Linked DNA regions of Rattus norvegicus: region 1 is linked to region 2. The links are chromatin contacts, called in public Hi-C maps. All regions are on one chromosome and are shown on one strand. The core of a region is the stretch at or near the end of the contact, and the rest is flanking DNA. Distances in the headings are between cores, read along the strand shown.

Region 1 (5,532 bases), core at 1,101-3,600, 210 kb before region 2:
GACATCAGGCCAGCCTAACATTAGAAGCTACTTAAACTAGGCAAGTGGTGTAGAATGCACGCTATTAAAGCAGTGGTTCTCAACCTGTGGGTCTTGACCCTTTGGAGGTTGTCAAGGACCCTTTCATAGGGGTTGGCTGAGGCCTTTGAAAAAAACAGATATCTCCATTACAATTCATAGCAGCAGGAAAATTACAGTTATGACATCGCAACAAGAATAATTTTAGACTTAGGGGGTCATTGCCACAGGAGGAATTATGTTAAAGATCCACAGCGTTAAGGTTGAAAGCCACTGCTCTAAAGAGAAGACAAAGGCTGTGGCTTAGGCCAGAGCCCATCACCCCTAATCCTCTTCAACTGCATGTGGAGGCAACAGCAGTTCTTTCTGACCTTGGTCCCTCTTCATCTTTCTCTGTGGATCTGCATCAGACAGATGCGCTGATGAGAGGCAATTGGTTTCTTTGTCTCCACACGGATGGTATCCTATATGTATGTAGCAGTCTGTGGTCTAACTCTTAGGCAATGCGCTTTGGAGAGCTGACCAATTTAGGAACAAAACTTCACCATTCTCAAGTGTGTCAAGATCAGTTCAGGGTGTGGGGACTCCTATACCAATTCCTGTTTGCGATGGTTTAAATATGCTTGGCCCAGGGAGTGACACTATTAGGAGGTGTGTCCTTGTCAGAGGAAGTGTGTCACTGTGGGCTTGGGCTTTGAGACCCTCTTCCTAGCTGCCTGGAAGCCAGTCTTCTCCAAGCAGCCTTCAGATGAAGATGTAGAACTCAGCTTCTCCTGCACCATGCCCGCCTGGATGCTGCCAGGCTCCTGCCTTGATGATAATGGACTGAACTTCTGAACCTGTAAGCCAGCCCCAATTAAATGCTATCCTGATAAGAGTGCATTGGTCCTGGTGTCTATTCGCAGCAGTAAAACCCTAACTAAGGCACTGTCCCACCCTGGAGTTTCAGACTGTCGGAGCATTTCCTGATCCATGACATATGGGCTGTTTTTAGTGCCCTGATAAAATAAGGGCGTTTCCCGGGCCCTTGTGCTACTGTGTAGGTGCTGTGCCAGTATCTTTCTAGGATGCTGAAACTCGACTTCAGAAAAGAGAGCTTGTTTTGATCCACCATTTTGAGGGTATGTGGCCCATCAAGGCACAGAAGGCTCGGCAGCAGGAAAACGGCAGCTGGTCACACTGCTTACCATCAGGAAGCAGGGAGAGAGGAATGCTAGCACTCATTCACTTTCTGTATCCTTTCCTGTTTATTGGGTTTGGGGCTCCAGTCTGTGCGATGGTGCTACCCGAGGAGGGGTATTCCTCTTCAGTTAAACCTCTTTGGAAATGTCCCCACAGGAGTGCCCAGAGTGTCTCCTGGGTGACTCTAAGTGCCGCAAATTTGATAAAGATGATAACGTTTGCAGATAGGTAGGAGTCTGGGTGCAGGCTTTGGTACTTGAGATTTCCATAGATCTGTCATGTTGCCTCTCATCTGGCTTCAACAGATTTCAGGTCAAGTTTCACAGGGCAAACACTCCTGACCCAAATTAAACATAAATCCTATAGAAATTAGATTTGCTCTTTGACAGTCAGTAGGCTTATGAGAATTGATTTCTTGGAATATTATAACTGAATGCATTCCTCTTTGCTTAGAAAGAACTGATTATTATTCTAACCATTTATTTAATAAATTTATTATTGTTAACCATTTAACATAACAACACATTGTTGTGTCTGTGTTGTGTCTTTATGAATATCTGTGCGAGGGAGTCAGATCTGGAACTGGAGGTACAGAGAGCTGTGTGGAAGAGCAGCCAATGCTCTAACCATTGAGCCATCTCTCCAGACCTCTCTTTTTTAACTTTGGAAAAATCATGCCTGTTGCTTCTGCCTTCATAGGTTTGGGTATTTGGGACAGATGACCAGAGCCTGCCAACTCTTACCTCATGAATGAGTGCCTCAGGAAAGGCAGGACAAATAGTTCCTTGATAGAGGTGTTCTGGAAACCTGCAACTAAAACTCCTTAGAATTGAGGCCTTCTGTTAATCTCGGTTAACGGAGAGATTTTCAGCTTGTAAAAAACCAAACGGGTGAGGTGGTGAGAGCATGGCTGTTCTCGGGACCCAGGCCTCCTTCTTCCAGCGGACATCTTGGCTGTGGATTTTGCAGTATAATCCAGTGTGCTGCTCAAGTTTCGTGAACACGGTGGAATTGCTTTTGCGCCTAGAGTCAAGGAATGCCAATGGATGTTCATTCTCTAGGCCTGTCCAGTTGCCCTGGTTTCTTTCTGGGGTCCAAGTGGAAATCGTCAAAATCAAAGTGAACCACAAGGTGTCAGTCTTCCTCCGGGCAACTCTCTTATCAGCACGCCATTACCCGCAGGAAGTGGGGCTGCCTGAGAACGCTGCCCTGGTGAACTTGTCCGCTTTCTCCTACAGCCTTCGGGAATCTCCAAGGTGCTTCCAGCTCTTTTTTTTTTTCTCTTTTTTTTCTTTTTCTTTCTTTCTTCCCCCCCGCCCCCGAAATGCATCCCAGTTTGGAGGACACAGGGTCTTCCGATTGCGCCTTCCAATTCCCTCCAGCTTCTCCGAAGTGGGCAGTGCCTCCCTCCCCCGCCCCCAAGCTGATATTCTCATGTCCTGGGCCTGAACACAGACCCAGTGGACTAGCCTGAGCAAACACCCAGCTTGGCAGAAGCAGCATGGGCGACTTGTAGTGTGTAACAGTGAAGCACCAGAGACTGCAGGCTCCCCCTCATTTCCATAATGGACAACCCCCCCACCCCCGCCCCCAGCTCACCACCCTCTCCCCGCTGCACGGACTTTGTCCATAAGAGATAGGATTACACATTCGCTCAATGGCAGCGTGAGGAATAATTTTAATTGTCACTTGGCTTCTTTTCCAAACTTTTGAAAACTTCAAGTCTACTGAAAAGTGAAAAGAATAAGTCGGGCATGCTTTTAATATCAGCATTTGGGAGTCAGAGGCAGGTGGGTCTCTAAGTTTGAGGCCATCTTGCTCTATGAAGGGACTGAGCTTGCAGAATAAACCGCAGGACAGTCAGGGTTGTACATACTGGCAGAAATAGGTCACCACTAATTTTGATCTTGAAGTAAGCAAGACCAGTGTTATCGCATGTGTCCTTCCAGACGTCTCTGTGACTGTGTGTCCGTAATACAGAGGCCAGACTGACTGCCGCGAGAGGGCTCTAATACCGTGATCCACCCGGGCTTTGCACCCCACGAGGTTCACAGGACAGCACTGCGTTTCAGAGGTGTTTATAAATATAGACTGAGAGATTTCCAGCATTACAAAAACTGAATTTCTTTTGTGTTTAGAGGTCTCTGGGTCGGCGAATGTACAAGTTTATGAGAAAAAGACATTCATTTGTAGAAACTTGCAGTGCATTTTCAGGTTCACAAGGCACTTAGTTCTTTCCTTGTTGAGGCAAGCCCTCACGTAGCCCAGGCTAGTCTCAAACTCTCAATGAGCCCTCTCCCGATCCTCCTGTCTCTGCCTCCTTAGTGTTGGGATTACCACAGTGTGTCATCGGGTTCTGGATACTTGCTTTGTGGGTTTTTTTAAATCAATTTTATTGATGTCTATGTGAATTCGCGTCTCTGTACGTGTGTCTGCCATGTGTATGCAGGTGCCCACAGAGCCCGGAACAGGGTGATGACTGTCTTGGAACTGGACTTGCTGGCAAATGTGAGCTGCCCAGCAGGGTTGCTGGGAACAGAGTTCCAGTGCCCTGGAAAGGCAGGAAGTACTTGTAACTGCTGAATCATCTTTTTAGCTCCAGGTCTTTCTTCCTTCCTTCCTTCCTTCCTTCCTTCCTTCCTTCCTTATTTATTTATTTATTTGCTTTGGACAACAGCTCATATAACCTCAACTGGCCTGGGACTTGCTTTGTGCACCAGGCTGGCTTCCTTGCCTCTGTCTTGTGAGTGGCTGACTTGGTTTTAAAAGCATTGCTTAAGTGAATGGGCAAAACCAGATAACTTTTTTTGTTTTTCAAAAAAAACAAAAAAAAAAAAACAAAAAAAAAAAACAAAAACAAAACTGGGACCTTATCTATTAATTTATTTAATATTAATAATATTATTTATTATTTTTTAAAGCAACACAAGGACAACCATTCTGCTACAAAGAAGAAAAATAAAAGAAAGAAAAAACAAAGAAAAGAAATGGTATACATTAACTCTTGGTAGCTCTTACCGCAAGCTGTCCTCTGTTGGCTCCAGCATAGTTGGCCTGGCCTGGCCTGGCCTGGCCTTCCCTTTCCTGGGAAGGAGCTGAGCATTCTGAAAACTCTACGGTGTCCCGGCCAGGCCTGCCCCTCTGTGGCCTTGGGCGAGCTGTTTACCTCCTGTGAGTGCCAATTTTTCCATCTGCACGTGGAGGACTGGATGGAGCACCTCAGACAGCTCTGGAGGGGAGTTAGAGCGGTTTGTGACATGTCTGGGAACCCGCCCTGCACAGGGCCCATGCTAGACCAAGACCACAGAGCCACCAAGTCCACAGTCCAATCAGGAATCTTCCTGTTTCAAGGACATTTGAATTTATTTAGAAGAGATTTACCTTTATTATGTTTACATTGCGTGTCTGCGTGCGGCTCTGCGCTTGTGAGTACAGGTGCCCACTGAGGTCAAATGTGTCCGATCCCCTGGAGCTGGAATTCAGATGGATGTGAGCTGCCTAATGGGGGGGCTGGAACCAAACTCAGGTCCTCTGCAAGAGCAATATGCGTTCTCAGCCACTGGGCCATCTTTGCAGCACCACCCAAACCTCGTCCATCTTAAAGGTTTGCCTACTTGACTTTGTGTGCAGGTTATTGTTATTGATATTATCGGTTATTGCTGTTAGTTTTTTCTTTTTTTCTTTTTCTTTTTCTTTTTTTTTCTTTTTTTTTAGAGCTGGGGACCGAACCCAGGGCCTTGCGCTTGCTAGGCAAGTGCTCTACCACTGAGCTAAATCCCCAACCCGCTGTTAGTTTTTTGAGACAGGGTCTCTGTTAGCCAGGTTGTCCGGTGCCCAAGGAATCCTCCTGTCTCAGCCTTTCAGGTCCTTGTTCTTCAGATGTATGCAGCCCAGCCTAGCTTTCTAATTCTGACAGTATTTTCCCTCATCCTCTGGGCTTCTCCTCCTTAAGTAAATAAATAATTAACAGAGTCTACCTAGGCTGCTGTCATCATCTGTTTGCTTGTAACACAATCCCTCAGGGTGGGTTAGTTATAAAGACAGAAGTTTTGTTTTGTCTTCTTGTCTGAGGGTCCATTGGCCTGGGTGGCCGTGTCTATTTCTCTTGCCTGCCTGGCCATGGCTATGAGAAAAGATGCTCCTTACATTCAACTGGCAGCTGACAGGTTCCAAAAATTGATTTATATCCATGGTTACTGTCACCCAGGAGAACAGTGAGAAACAAGTCTTTTCTTCCCATTCACATCAAATAGAGTCATTGCCTAAAACTACTGGGCTGCTCTCCCTTTGGCCAGTCCTGACTTGTCTTCTCCTGGAAGACATGTTTGTGTG
Region 2 (5,569 bases), core at 304-2,803:
AATTCCAAATGTTTTGTCATAATCAGTATTGGAGATCTATATGAATTATGCTATGAGTATTAAATCATATTTGTATTCCCAGCAAACCAGGATCTCATGGCTAAGGGAGAAAGAGAGAGCTTGGGAGAACTGGGGAAGGACCAACCAGGGTCTAGACCACTGGAAGGCCCAGTGCATCACGGAGGAGGGGAGGACCTCGGGGAGGGTCGAGCCTCAGATGTATTGATATACGTGTCCACAAATGTGTGTCTTCCTATGCTTTCAATGGACGGCTGCTACTTGAGTTTTAAAAAGTGATCAGATCTGAATGAATGGAAAGTGTGGAAGTAAGTAATTTCAGTCTTGAGTTTTAAATCCAGTAGGAAACCTCACACGCGGTATTTTTACTTTTAGTAGGAAGAATTTTTTTCTTAAGGCATGAGGTATGTTAACAGGGTGTTTGAATCGCTGCGTCTCTACTGGAGTTTCATATGCAAAGCATTTGCGATGGCTGCATTTCGCTTAGATGAATATATACACTTTTTTCACTATACTATGAACTAGTCACGGCTTTTTTTTTTTTTTTTTACAATAGGCAATGAGTTAGAACAATTAAAAGCCTCTAACCACCACCCACAGCGATGACAGTGTATGATATTTCTTTTCCACGTAAATAACGTCTCTCCTCATGCTGAGTCATTGAAATTAATTCCTTTATTTCTGTTCCCTCGCCCCTCGAATGGTTCATATCCACAAGGCAAGGAAACACCTACGACTCCCCCTATGAGACATGGAGGCAGCTATTTCTGACTACACGGAAGCAGAGAGCACACACAAATCGGAAAGAAGCCTGAGGGGACTGTACAGCAGATCATGCACCAAAACTACGCAACCAATCTGGGCCTTGTACTGATCGCTTTCTTAAGAACGGCATTTTCTTCTTTGAGGATGGATGAACCCATGCTCAAAAACCTTTCTAACACATCTTGAAAACAAGTTTTCCTCTTTTTTTTTTCTTCTTTTTCTCTTTTAAATGTGGCACTTCAAAACAAGTTGGCACAAAAATGAAAGTGAGTGACATTTGGTCTCGGAATTGTGGTGGAGTCATTCTGTCCGTCTCCCTCCCGGTGGGCTTCAGCTCCAGCCAGGGAGAAAAGCTAGTGGGACGCCGGGCTCAGGGCCCTGGCTGGGTGACCTTAGTCTTGCTTTTCAGCACGGTGTCCCCCGGGGCAGCAGTGGCTTCCAAGGGGAGACCCTGTTGCTGGTAACCATAGTTGACGTTGCCGCAGGGGAAGTGGCGCAGCCTGAACAGGGGCACCTCCTTCATGGTGGCGCTGAGCGCCGACGGCTCGAGCAGCAGCGCAGCCTCGGCTCTGCGGGGCCCCGCACCCGGCCCGGTCCAGCCACCCTCCGCCGCTCCTGCCCGGGCCTGCGGCTCCGCGCCCGGTGGGGGATGGGTCTTTTTGGCTGGCTTCTCGGTGAACCACGAGCCGTAGGTGGGGTTCCACAGGCTGGTCGGCTTGTTTCTGGAGCCCGGGCCTTTGTGCAGCTCTGGGGGAGGGTTGGGCTGAGAGAACGCCATGTTCACGTGGCCCCGATCGGCTGCACCTCGGGGCACCGGACCGGCACCCGCTCCCGCGCCTGCACCCGAGGGCTTCTTCACCAGCGGGCCTGGCGCTGCCAGGGCTGAGGGTTGGGGGGCTGAGGACGCCTCCTCGTGCTTCGCAGACTGGGGAGACACCAGCAGAGGAGGCATCCCCTCAGGGTCTTTGGGGCGCATGGGCACTTTCTCCTCCTCCTCTACTACGGGGCCATATTCGATGGGCAGAGCTGTATTGATGACATCGGGGTCCTGTGGGAAGAAGAGAGAGGATGGATGAACACGGAATCATAGAGATGTTGAATCTGGAAGAGATGAGAGAGAAAGGAGAGAGGAAGGGGCGGGGGCGGTGCTAACTGTTTACAGACGATCATTTCTGTCAACTGGTCACAAACTAGAGTCACTGGAGACTCTAAGAAGAGAACCTTAACTGAGTTATTGCTTCCATCGATCCGATTGGCCTGTGGGCTTGTCTGTGGGGCATTTTCTCAATGATGGGTGTGTGAGGCCTCAGTCCACTGTGGGCAGTGTCATCCCTCCAGGGTTATATAAAAAGCTGAGCAAGCCGCAGGAACAAGCCAATAAGCAATCTTTCTCCGTGGTCTCTGCTTCAGTTCCTGTCCCTTGCCTTGAGCTCCTGCCCTGGCTTACCATGATGACGACTGGTAAAGTGTTAGGACTTTCCTCCCCAAGTTGCATTTGCCCATGGTGTTTATCGTAAACAGAAAACAGTAACAGGAAAGCAAGCTAATGCATTAATTCACAGGTAGGTATCGGAGTACTGAGTGTGCACCACTGTTCTTGAAAACCCACTGTAGTAGGAGAGGGTACCCGGTGCTTAGGGGTTGCTGGTGAGCCTGGGGGGGCAGTGGGATGGGAGAGGACTGAGAGAAGCCCCTGGGGCAATTTTTACATTTTTAAATTTTTTATTAGATTTTAGTTTATTGTGCGTTTGTATATGTGTGCAGGTATGCGTGTGCGTGCGTGTGCGTGCGTGCGTGCGTGCGTGCGCGAGTGTGTGTGTATAAGTTGAGGACAACCCTATGGAGTGGGTTCTCTGCCCTCCACTATGTGGGTTCTGGGGTGTCAAACGGGTCATTTGGCTCTGGCAAGCACAAACCTTAAATCTGTTGAGCCATCTCACTGGTCCCTGCCTTTTTTTTTTTTTAAACATTACTCTTAAAACATCATGGTCTATTTTCAGTACTATTTTTGCAACTTCAAAGACAAAAGATAATGTGATATTAGTTTTGTTGTAGGGAAGGTGGCAGGGAAGAGGGGCGCCACATTTGGCTTACACAGGGTACGGTTTGCTCCTTCCCTAAGCAGCTGGAGTTTTCCTCGTGGTGACTCTCTGCTGTACGTTCTCATTGCCTGTGCAGATGTTCCAAGGCAGAGACTCATTCGCCCATTCAGATGTGCTGGGCTTTTGTGGAGGAGAAACCATTCACAAAAAACCAGCTCTCGCTAGATCACTGTCAGAGTCACAGACTGCGAGACGAAAGCAGATGCAGTTGCCATGGGTTTAAAGGAAAATTTGTGGGAGAAAACTCTGGGGAAATTTAATTCGGCGGTAGCTTATGCAAACGGAGGGGAAAAGGCCTCCATTGCTTAAGTTTTACAGAACAGCACGGCGGTCTCGTATCCATCAGCAAAGGGCTTAAGAAAACATCTACAAATATCTTTTCAAAGGCCATTTCATTTCTTCCCAGCTTCTTCCACAGTGAGTCCTTTACGACACACAGCTGCATAGCCACCTGCTTCTGTGAAGGTGTTACATATTCTGGAGAAAACACCCCAAAGAAGGTACGTGAATGTGTGTCTGTTTATGAGGGCATTCGATTCCTGTTACAGCATCATAAGCTGAATGTCAGTAAACAAGGTTCCCTGGCACCCCCTTCCCCCCAGTAACATGGCCACTGAGTCCAGCTAGATGAAGCAGGTGGCTCACCCTCACAGCTGAAAGCCTTGGGAGGGTTGGGTCAGTGCGCTAGACACAGAGTGGCAGAAGTTTGGAGAAAGTGTCCGTCCTTAGTCCCAGCTGAGGGAATTTAGAGAGATAGTGGCTCATGGCTTGGCTTTTCTAAAATATCTCTGTGGCACGGACATGGGTTGGTGTCCCATGCGTCAGCAGATGAGTTCATTCCGGGCACATGCGGTGCTGGCTTTTTTTTTTTTTTTTTTTTTTTTTTTTTTTTTTTTTTTTCAGAGCTGGGGACCGAACCCAGGGCCTTGCACTTGCTAGGCAAGCGCCCTACCGCTGAGCTAAATCCCCAACCCCTGGTTTTTTGTTTTTTGTGTTTTTTTTTTTTTTTTATGTCAGCTTGACACATACTAGAGTTATTGAGCGGTGGGAACTTCAATTAAGAAAATAGTCCCCATGAGATCCGGCTGTGGGCAAGCCTGTGGGGCATTCTCTTAACTAGTGATTGATGGGAGAGCCCAGCCCACTGTGGGTGGGGCTACTCCTGGTCCTGAGTTGTGTAAGAAAGCAAGTTGAGCAATCCACAAAGAGCAAGAAGCCAGTCAGCACCACCCCTCCATGATCTCTGCACCAGCTCCTGCCTCCAGGTTGCTGCCCTGACTTCCTTCAGCGATAGATTGTGATATGGAAGTGTCAGCCTAATAAACCCTTTCCTCCCCAGCTTGCTTTTGGTCACTGGTCACAGCCACAGTAACCCGAACTAATACATACAGGTGACCCTAGTGGACTTAATGGAGTCGGGAAAGGGTCGTGTTAGGGAGATGCCTAGGGGTTGGAGGGGGTAACGTGTAGGTGGGGAGAGAACATTAGTTCTAGCCGAAGTGGGGGTGTGGGGCATAGGGAGAGGATGCTAACTTAATTCTGTAACCTGACGGGATCAGAGCCAGGAGGGAGGTAAAGAGAAAACCGGCCACTGACATGAAGTCCGGAGAGGCTGCTGGTGAGACCCAGATAGGAAGCCGGACTGGGGAGCAGAGCTGTGGTGGAGAACTCTAGCAGATGCTCGTAAGTCTGTGCGAGACTCGAGAGGAAAAGAATCCTCCCACCACTACCTCTATTCCCCTGTTGGGCTGCTGCTGACGAGTGGGGAGGAACAGTCTGCTGAAGATGAACGGTCACAATCCAGTCAAGACCGGAGGAAGTAGGAGAGGGCTCTACAGAGAACCCAGGATGGTTAGGGATCCTCCTGACTTGTGCAGCCTCTCTAAGCCCAGCCCCTCCTCTATAAAAATGGGATAAAAGGAACCCTCCCTGCGAACAAAACAAAATAACACAGGACGCTGGGGCTGGAGATGGCTCGGTGGTTAAAATACTTGTTGCTCTTTTAGAGGACCCAAGTTCAGTTCCCAGGACCCACTTGGTGGTGACCCAGAGATCTGTCGCCCTCTTCTGGCCTCTAGGGGCATTGCAAGTATGTAAGGCAAAACATTCCCACACATACAATAAAAGCAAATCTTTAAAAAAAAAATAACATGGAAAAAGCAACTTGCATAGTATAATCCCACCCAAGTGCTACTGACAAATGGCTCGAACATTTCCTCAGAGTGGATTAGCTAATATATAATTACCATCTATTAAATGTTATTATTTTGTTTGGCCAGATTGTAAGTCTTGGGAGCTTTCATTCTTCTTTATATCCTGTTTCATCTACAAAACTCTAGCTGCCTAGCTGTCTGTGATACAGCAACAACATGGCTACCTAAATAAGAACCAAACATCAATACGCTGACACGGGCCCCACTCCTAGACAAAGAACTACAGGCAACTGATGATGGCTGAGAGGGGAGAATTACTCTCCCCGGGGTGGAATCCTCTAATCGGTTATCCAATAGAAGTGGTTGGCCTGAAATCATGTGCATACAAGGAATACAAAGTAGATTCAGAAGGCTGCATTAATATGCAATAATAATAATGATGATGATAATAATTTAATGGGACATGAATTTGAGAGGAAGGGGGTTGGGAGGCTTGGAGATGGGAGGGGCTGGAGTGAGGAAAGGGAAATG

What was found. A called contact is a pair of places that touch in the nucleus more often than the background predicts.
Region 1: a contact with region 2 is called in a Hi-C map of liver, with 6 times the contacts expected there. The contact joins two enhancer-like sites. A contact is called at or near these places in 12 of 12 Hi-C or Micro-C datasets (the A7r5 cell line, the Rat2 cell line, Schwann cells and 7 more).

The regions. Positions count from the first base shown.
Region 1 is chr6:29,554,924-29,560,455 of GRCr8, reverse strand. No RefSeq gene overlaps it. Among named protein-coding and RNA genes, the nearest start is that of Togaram2, 8.7 kb to the right of the region's middle. Within about 2 kb of position 2,350, at least 6 of the 93 cell types and tissues checked have an H3K27ac peak or open chromatin away from gene starts, as enhancers often do. A contact at or near this core is called in liver, where this site is marked.
Region 2 is chr6:29,344,720-29,350,288 of GRCr8, reverse strand. Alk (ALK receptor tyrosine kinase) reads right to left here. Exons shown (of 29, transcript NM_001169101.3): 29 at 552-1,831. The coding sequence ends at 1,154. It overlaps LOC120093199 (a long non-coding RNA gene), which reads left to right. Exons shown (of 2, transcript XR_010052206.1): 2 at 737-1,044. Among named protein-coding and RNA genes, the nearest start is that of Clip4, 100 kb to the left of the region's middle. Within about 2 kb of position 1,553, at least 3 of the 93 cell types and tissues checked have an H3K27ac peak or open chromatin away from gene starts, as enhancers often do. A contact at or near this core is called in liver, where this site is marked.